Linked DNA regions of Mus musculus: region 1 is linked to region 2. The links are chromatin contacts, called in public HiChIP or PLAC-seq maps. All regions are on one chromosome and are shown on one strand. The core of a region is the stretch at or near the end of the contact, and the rest is flanking DNA. Distances in the headings are between cores, read along the strand shown.

Region 1 (3,808 bases), core at 49-2,548, 210 kb after region 2:
ATGGGGGCAAGAAGGACTGGCAGCCTTCCTACTAATTGCCGAATCACAGAGCACCATGGCTTTGTGAGAGAGGGAGCCCATGCTTAGAAAGTAAGTTCCTAGCAAGGCTTTCTTCCTCCTATTCACTCATAAATGTTCCTCTAATAAGGTCGGAATGATTTTACCTTTGGGTTCGATGTTTAACATTTATTATCTTGGACTTTGCACATGGGGGGAAAAAGCCCTATAATGATTGCCTTAAAAAGCATACAGCTGTTGTCGGTGAAGGCACACGCAGGTCTAACTGCCTCTAATATGTAACCTTCAGAAACTAACCCCCTCAAAAAGTTGCTTTTTACCATGCTTCCGTTTACCCACCCACGTTGCTGCAGAATATTTAATTCCGAAGCAAAAAAATCCATCTTCCCCACTGAATTTTTTGCACAGCAGTGTGTTAAGCAACAACAATGTTAAATTTGTACTGCTTACTCTAAATGGTGTTAAAATAAACGAACTCTGGGTCTGGAAACTCTCACGGACGTTTTTCACAATGAGCTTTAAAAAGGACGCTTCCAAAAGGCGATTGGGGCACTAGGGCAATATTAACAAATCAGGAGTAGATGAGACGCAGAGACGGAGGATTCCTCCACCATAGCGTGTTTCTGTGGTCGCTAACAACAGTCCGCTCGCTCCCTAGGCAAGCAGCGGCGCACAGGCTCTGGAACCTTCTAGGTCATTTGGAGATTCACCATGCGGAGGAAAAGGCTCTGTTGCCCAGGCTCTGCCGAGATCCTAGCTGAGGTGGGAGCCGGTGCCAGCTTGAAGAAGCTGAGTGGGGAGTCGGGGGCGAGCCTGGAAGGCCAGCGGGACCAGGTGGTCGCGGGGTGTCACGGTTCCCGGAATCCCCGGACCCACCATCTCCCTCGGGAAGCAGCGAGCTCCAGCCCTCCCCGGCCACCCAGGCTCCTACTTACGGGGTGCAGCGGTCGCTGAACTCGTTGGCGATGGTCTCGATGCCCCCGGCCCGCGCCACCGCAATGTAGCAGCTCTGTGAGCCTACGTCTAGCCCAACCACCGACATGGCTGGCCCGGTCCGCCTCCGCCTCGGGTCCGCTGCGTGCTCGTCCTGCTCCCGACCAGTCGGGAAGATGCCTCCGGCTTACCCTGCAAGACTGCGCTCAGTCTCTGCCACCGCTCTCCGCCGCCCGCCTCTCTCACGCAGCCGCCGCCGCTCAGCTACCAATCCAAAAGGGGAGGTCCCAATCGCTCAGCCTTATGTAGCCTACTGAGGAGAACTTTCCAGAATCTGCAGCATTTTACTCACCGGCGCCTCCACGTGCCACTTCCGCTTCCTTCTTCTCGAGCCTTCGAGAAAGATTCTACCCAATGGACTGCTGGTCCCTCCGCGGGCGGCCTGAGTTGCCATGGTGACAGGGCAGCTGCTCGGGCGCCATTGGCTAAAACTGACCGAGCTTGCCCGGCCTCCATCCCGCCCTCCCCAGCCTGAGGGGCAGTTTTCGTTCCAGTTGACTCCAGTGAATAACCGGTCGGGAACTTCTGTCGCTTAAGTGGTGACTCCGGTGGCAGTGTCCGGCTCCCGACGCCGAAAAACTATTGAAAGGACGGAGAAAGAACACACTACTCCGGGACCCCAGGCCTCTCCGGTCACGAACTTGCTGTTGGCAGAGAGCATGTCGGGAAGCGTAGTCTGGCCGGGAGACCCTAGCGCCTTGCATGCTGGGAAACGCAGTCCAGTGGTGAGGCCTCGGTGCTTTGCATGCTAGGATATGTAGTCCAGCCCGTGGTGCGTGCCACGATCCTGCTTTGTCTTAAGGGCTCAGTAAAAAGAGGCCCAGCTGGCTGCTGCCGATTCGCGCTCTTTCTCTGGTGTATGCTTTGTTCTGTGTTCCGTTCTTGCTTGTTTTTTCAACAGCTAATGGATTGCGATTTAGGGGCGTCAGGATAAGCCGCAAACGCGGTTTATATTTTGTAGACATTTGTCCGCTGGCAAGATTGTTGCAGAATAAAACACAGAAGGGTTTTCTTCTTCTTCTTCTTCTTCTTCTTCTTCTTCTTCTTCTTCTTCTTCTTCTTCTTCTTCTTCTTCTTCTTCTTCTTCTTCTTCTTAAATGAAAACTTTTGATTGCTATGCAATTTGGGAAGCTGCTGGTGTTTTGCCGACAGGGTTTTGCATATTTTGGATACTAGTTTAAGCCGACTTTGTTTAACCCTGCCACTCCTAACCATAAGGTTATGATTTAATGTAATGGCTAATAATATGGTTTAATAAATGGGTGTATGGTTTATTCCTTGTTTAATCTAACCTTTCATTTTCTTTCCTTGGAAAGTAAGCTTAGGTTCCATGAAGAGAAAGCAGAGGTGGATGCTGCTGGCTCCTGCTTTCAATTCTTATGTACCGTTAAAAAAAACGTCAAAGTTTGCCTGAAAACCCCGTGTGTACCCTCTAGAATATGGAAATATGCACAATTAAAACGTGCGCTGCTAAATAAGTGTGTAATTGAATGAAGAGTTGGGGCCCAGGGTTAAAAACTAACTCCTGAAGTATGCCTCTTCCCGTAGGACAAGTGGGGTTGCTTAAATGGGAGCTTTCTATACAAATTGCAGAGTAAGTTTTATTCGTGGTGATTGATCGGCTTGCCACTTAAGTTATTTCACCTGCTAGCATAACTATTTAAAATGGGAGAAGAACCAACGCTATCCCAGAGCAGCTGCGTTTTTAAATTTGAAATATGTTTGTTGGCATTCTTTTCATTTTGTGTCTCTGAAACCTCCACCACCCCGGCTTTTTTTTAAGTATATGAAAACTCTTTTTTTTTTTTTTTTTTTTTTTGGTTTTTTCGAGACAGGGTTTCTCTGTGTAACCCTGGCTGTCCTGGAACTCACTTTGTAGACCAGGCTGGCCTCGAACTCAGAAATCTGCTTGCCTCTGCCTCCCAAGTGCTGGGATTAAAGGCGTGGGCCACCACCACCCAGCAGAATATGAGGTTGACCAGTTTTCCCTTTAGTTTTTTTTTTTTTTTTTTTTTTTTTTTTCCCATGTGGTTGTTGGGATTTGAACTGAGGACCTTCGGAAGAACAATCGGTGCTCTTAACCACTGAGCCATCTCTCCAGCCAAAAACTTTTTAAAAATTACTAGAATCATAGCTTTTTTTTTTAAACAAAGATGACCTCTAAATTATTTGATTTGCTTCCCATACTTTATATGTTTATATAAATAAACTGCGGAGAGATGTGGACCTGGACAGATTTAGGTCAGGTTCAAATCTTAGCACTTATTGCTAATATGCATTATATAAAATACAGCACCCAAATTTGGACTTCATGGGTGTGTGTTCTCCCTGTTCTTATTAATTCGAGGGCTATGCAAACTGGTAATTACCAGCCCTTCCTGTGTACTCTCTCATGGGGTTTTATAATGATCAAAAACTTACACAAAACACTAACCATGTAATTACCATGTAATTGTACTTAATGTGTGTAATGCTGAGCTAACCTGTAAAATGTCAGTAACACCCATCCTCTCTGGGGTTTTGGAAGGACTGGATGTAAATAAGACATCTCCTATGTGAATGAGCGTTCTGTAGATTTTTAAGAAGGATCATTCAAGCCCAAGGACAGAACTGCAGCCTTGCCTCTTGTGGAGGCTCGGATGTGTGGCTATCTTGTCTTCTGTGTTTTTAACCAGCTCCCCTATCTGCTTATGTGGAGTGAGTTCATTCTCGAGAGGCCGTAAGAAGCCCTGTGTTTGTCGTTCTCTGTTAGCCTCACTCTGTTGTGCTGTGTGCTCATTGATCTCTATCAGGTAAT
Region 2 (3,921 bases), core at 1,421-3,920:
AATGACATGTCTTAAAGTCCACACCCACAGTGACACACCTACTCCAACAGGACCACACCTTCTAAAAGTACTACTCCCTGGGCCAAGCGTATTCAAACCAGCACAAGAGCTGGGCAGCTGCTTACCCAACCCCAAGTTATTACTTACTATTTATTAAGTGCCATCTGGGATACTCTTAGCTCTCATTGGACAGCCTTCAGAGCCATGATCTCTTGATCCTTAACCCACAGCTGCTTCTCCTTCCTCCTCTCCTGCACCTTCTTCATCTTATAAACCCTCGAAACCTAAACCCCACCTATGTCTCTTATGCCCAGCTATAGGCTGTCAGAATCTTTATTCACCAATCAGAATTAACTTGGGAGCAGGTTACACAGTTACATGAAGACTCCAGGTCTTGGGGGCCCACACTTAGCATTGCAATAGACAGCAAAAGACAAGACCTCAACAGGTATGATTCTGAAGAAGCTGGCAGGAAAGAAAGTAGCTGCATCGCCATCTTCCAAAGAGGCCCCAGCCACACCTCTGCTAATCAGAAGCACACAACACTTTTTTTTTTTTTTTTTTTGAGACAGGGTTTCTATGTGTAGCCCTGGCTGTCCTGGATCTCACTCTGTAGACCAGGCTGGCCCCAAACTCAGAAATCCACCTGCCCCTGCCTCCCAAGTGCTGGGATTAAAGGCATGTGCCACCACCGCCCAGCAACAACACTTTTTCTAACGTCTGCTTCCTGACTTCTAGAAAGGACCTATGCGTTTCTTGTGAACACAAGGCACCCCAAGATAAGAAGACAGATAGAGCAAGGGATGGACATGGTCATTTCCTCAGTGATTGGAGAAAGCTATAGACTTCAGGTGAGCAGGGCTTTCCTCACGAGGGGTCCCGCCCCACAAAGGGACGACACCCCTTCCTCCCGGGCACCTGCCACTCCCTCTCAGTGTTCCCCTGCAGACATTGAAGTTGCAGTAGATTCTATAACGCTCATGATGGTTTCCTACCCCATGCCAATAAACTCTTTTCTCTTTCAGTTTGATTTCCAGGAAGTAGTGAAGAATTTCTTCCCTCCAGGAACGATTGTGCTGAATGGAGAGAATTTGAGCTTCACCTACGAATTCAAGGCAGATGCCCTGTTTGATTTCTTCTACTGGTTTGGGCTCAGCAATTCCACCGTAAAAGTGCACGGAAAGGTTCTGAACTTGACAAGTACGAACCCAGAAAAGAAAGAAACAATCAAGTTATTTCTGGAAAAAATGAGTGAACCTCTAATACGAAGGAGTAGTTTCTCTGATCGGAAATTTAGCGTCACATCTAGAGGTAGGTCATAAACTCTCAGGGTGTGGGGAAAGTGGTTAGCTCAAAGGGTAGAATAAAAGCCACTAACTGAAATGCCAGAGACCAGCCTCTTTACCAGAAAGAACAGTGATTTATACCCTGGTCTATGCCTTTGATCCCAGTACTTAGAAGCTAAGGCCAGTTGGTCTCTGAGTTCAAGGCCAGCCTGGTTTACACAGCAAGTCTCAGATAGTGAGTTAAAAACAGAACCAAAAAACCTGGTACCTCCAACTTGGGAAGGAAGGACTAAGAGGTGTTTGTTAGCCTGAAGGAGGAGCTGGTCACAGTGGCATGCACCTGTATTCCAGCTGGGCTCAGTGGCATGCACCTGTATTCCAGCTGGGCACAGGGGCATGCACCTGTATTCCAGCTGGGCACAGGGGCATGCACCTGTATTCCAGCTGGGCACAGAGGCATGCACCTGTATTCCAGCTGGTTGTGAGACTGCAGCAAGGGTGTGACTGGAGGATGAGATGAATCCAGGAGTTTGAGGCCAGCCTAGGCAACACAGGGGGGCGGGGGGGAGTCCTGTTTCCGATAAAAAGGAAAGAGGAGAAAAGGAAAAAGAAAAGAAAAAGGAAGAAAGGCATAGTGAGTTTTTCTTGTAAGCTCCCTAAATTTTCTGATATAGCAGTTATATAATCAGCCAAAGCAGAGGGGAACCTGAAATTATTGTGAAAAATTATTAATTTAAACGACTATGCTCACTTCAGCACATGAGGTTTAAACTACTTGGAAGAGGGCTGGCTCCCCCGTTACCTTCACATGAACTCAGGAAACAGAGCCGGCAGCCAGCTTACATGTCTCAGTGGCCGTGGTCTCTGTCTTAACAGTATATTCGGAAGGGTTCCTAGATACTGCAAGGATAACTCCTAGGAAGGTTTCAGATAACGAACGCACATGGCATATGGTGGGCTCTAGGCTTTGTGGCTCAGACAGATGGCTTCCTCCTCGTGAGCTGCTCTCAGAGGGTTAGCTAGTCCAGGGGGCCCCAGAGCACTTCCTGGATTAGGGCTCTGGTGGCTGTTTGCAGCAACTGCCAGCTCAGGGCCCCTGTAGTGTTCTGCAGAGCAGATGTCAACGGTCTGGATTAACTGTATTTAGTGGCAGCTCTTTCTTCCTTTGTGTGCAGCAAAAGTCAGGCGCTTTTTTTTTTTCTTCCCCCTGAAAATTGTCTGTGTCCTTTTCTCCCTTCCTCCACTTCTGGGAATGTCCCTTCTTCTTTCTGTTGCTTTTCTTTCTCTGAGTCTGTTTCTCTCCTCCATTTCAGGCTCTGTTCTGCTCACCTCCCAACCTCCTCTCTCTGCCTGCTACAAACAAAAGCTTTGTGGGCGGGCTTACCTTGCTTTGGCTGTGCTACTGTTGCTGGGTTCTCAGTCTCACCCACTGGCCCCAGCTTCTTGAACAGCCTTCCTGTTTCATTGTGATTCCCCCTTCTGCCTCTGTATCTGCTTAGGGTTTCCACTAGGGCACACAGGGTAACAAAGTGTCACATTCCCTAGAAAGTCACCCCTGAGCCAGATCTAGGGTGAGCCATGGAGAAGACGGCCCCCTGGGATTGGCTGCCATTGCAGAAAGCACAGCTAGGCACACCTGTTGCACTGGCAGGCTGCCAAGCCTGGCATGCAGCCCTTAGACTGACTGCCAACCTGGTTCTGTCCACTTCAGAATCTGATCTCTAGCTGGGAGTGTGGCTCAGTAGAAGAGTCCTTGCTCCTCATGTGGGAAGCCCTTGTTTTCTTCCTCAGTCCTGCAAGATGAGTAAACCAACCAACAGTCAGAATCTGATTCCTGACCCATGACCCCTGACTCCTGACCCCTGACCCTGGCCTGTGTCTCAAGCATCCCTTTCCCAATATGTGCTGCTGTACTTCAGGTCTCCAGCCCAATGGAAAGTGGTTATAACGCCCTGAATGCCCATCAATATTTTTGTTGTTGTTTGTTTGTGAAGGAGTCTCATTATGTAGCCCTCCCTGGCTAGCCTGAAACTTGCTGTGTAGACCAGGCTGGCCACAAACTCACAGAGATCCACCAACCTCTGCCTCCTGAGTGCTGGGATTAAAGGTGTGTGCCATCACACCCAGCCAACAGTCATAGCACAGATAAGCAGAAATCAATGCACTTCTGCTTAGTTTTTGAGTGTCCCCGTGGAAGCCAGGATTCCCTGCTAATTGCTGAAATGGCTGTTTTGGATGAGTTTCAGAGACACTCTTTCTTTCTGTAGTGATGGTTAAATGAATGCCTTATTTACTGTGTTTTTAGGTTCAATAGATGACGTTTTCAACTGCAATCTGTCACCCAGATCATCGGTTACAGAACCACTTTTGGCAGAATTCTCATTTCCAAGTCTTCTGGAATGTGAAGAGACATCCAGCCAACTTATCTGATTGGTCTGAACATTCAAGCTGTCGCCCTTTGGGGGTCTGTGGCACACAGTGGGTTAAAGGGGTAAAAGAAGGCAGGGAGTGGACATTTCTATCCCTTTGCCAGCCTCTGGCCCTCCAAGGTTCTATAGAGGACCCCCTTTCCCATCCCTAGGCACTGGCAGGCCCAGTGGCTTCCGTCAAGGTTATGATTATGGGATGGAAGGAT

What was found. HiChIP or PLAC-seq counts read pairs in DNA pulled down with a chosen protein or histone mark.
Region 1: an H3K4me3 HiChIP or PLAC-seq map of the SCID.adh cell line shows a contact between it and region 2, with 19 read pairs. The contact joins the promoter of Hsph1 here to the enhancer-like site in region 2. A contact is called at or near these places in 1 of 39 promoter capture datasets (neural stem cells), 2 of 484 Hi-C or Micro-C datasets (the G1E-ER4 cell line and muscle stem cells), 2 of 115 datasets of contacts at active chromatin or transcription factors (the SCID.adh cell line and pancreatic cancer cells) and 3 of 9 other capture datasets (adipose tissue, liver and pancreatic islet).

Annotation. Positions count from the first base shown.
Region 1 is chr5:149,635,017-149,638,824 of GRCm38.p6, forward strand. Hsph1 (heat shock 105kDa/110kDa protein 1) reads right to left here and starts at 1,299. Exons shown (of 18, transcript NM_013559.2): 1 at 954-1,299. The coding sequence starts at 1,060.
Region 2 is chr5:149,426,196-149,430,116 of GRCm38.p6, forward strand. It overlaps Medag (mesenteric estrogen dependent adipogenesis), which reads left to right. Exons shown (of 5, transcript NM_027519.4): 3 at 739-851; 4 at 1,026-1,311; 5 at 3,592-3,921. The coding sequence ends at 3,716. Among named protein-coding and RNA genes, the nearest start is that of Tex26, 12 kb to the right of the region's middle. Within about 2 kb of position 2,671, at least 182 of the 459 cell types and tissues checked have an H3K27ac peak or open chromatin away from gene starts, as enhancers often do. A contact at or near this core is called in the G1E-ER4 cell line, the SCID.adh cell line, muscle stem cells and 1 more, where this site is marked.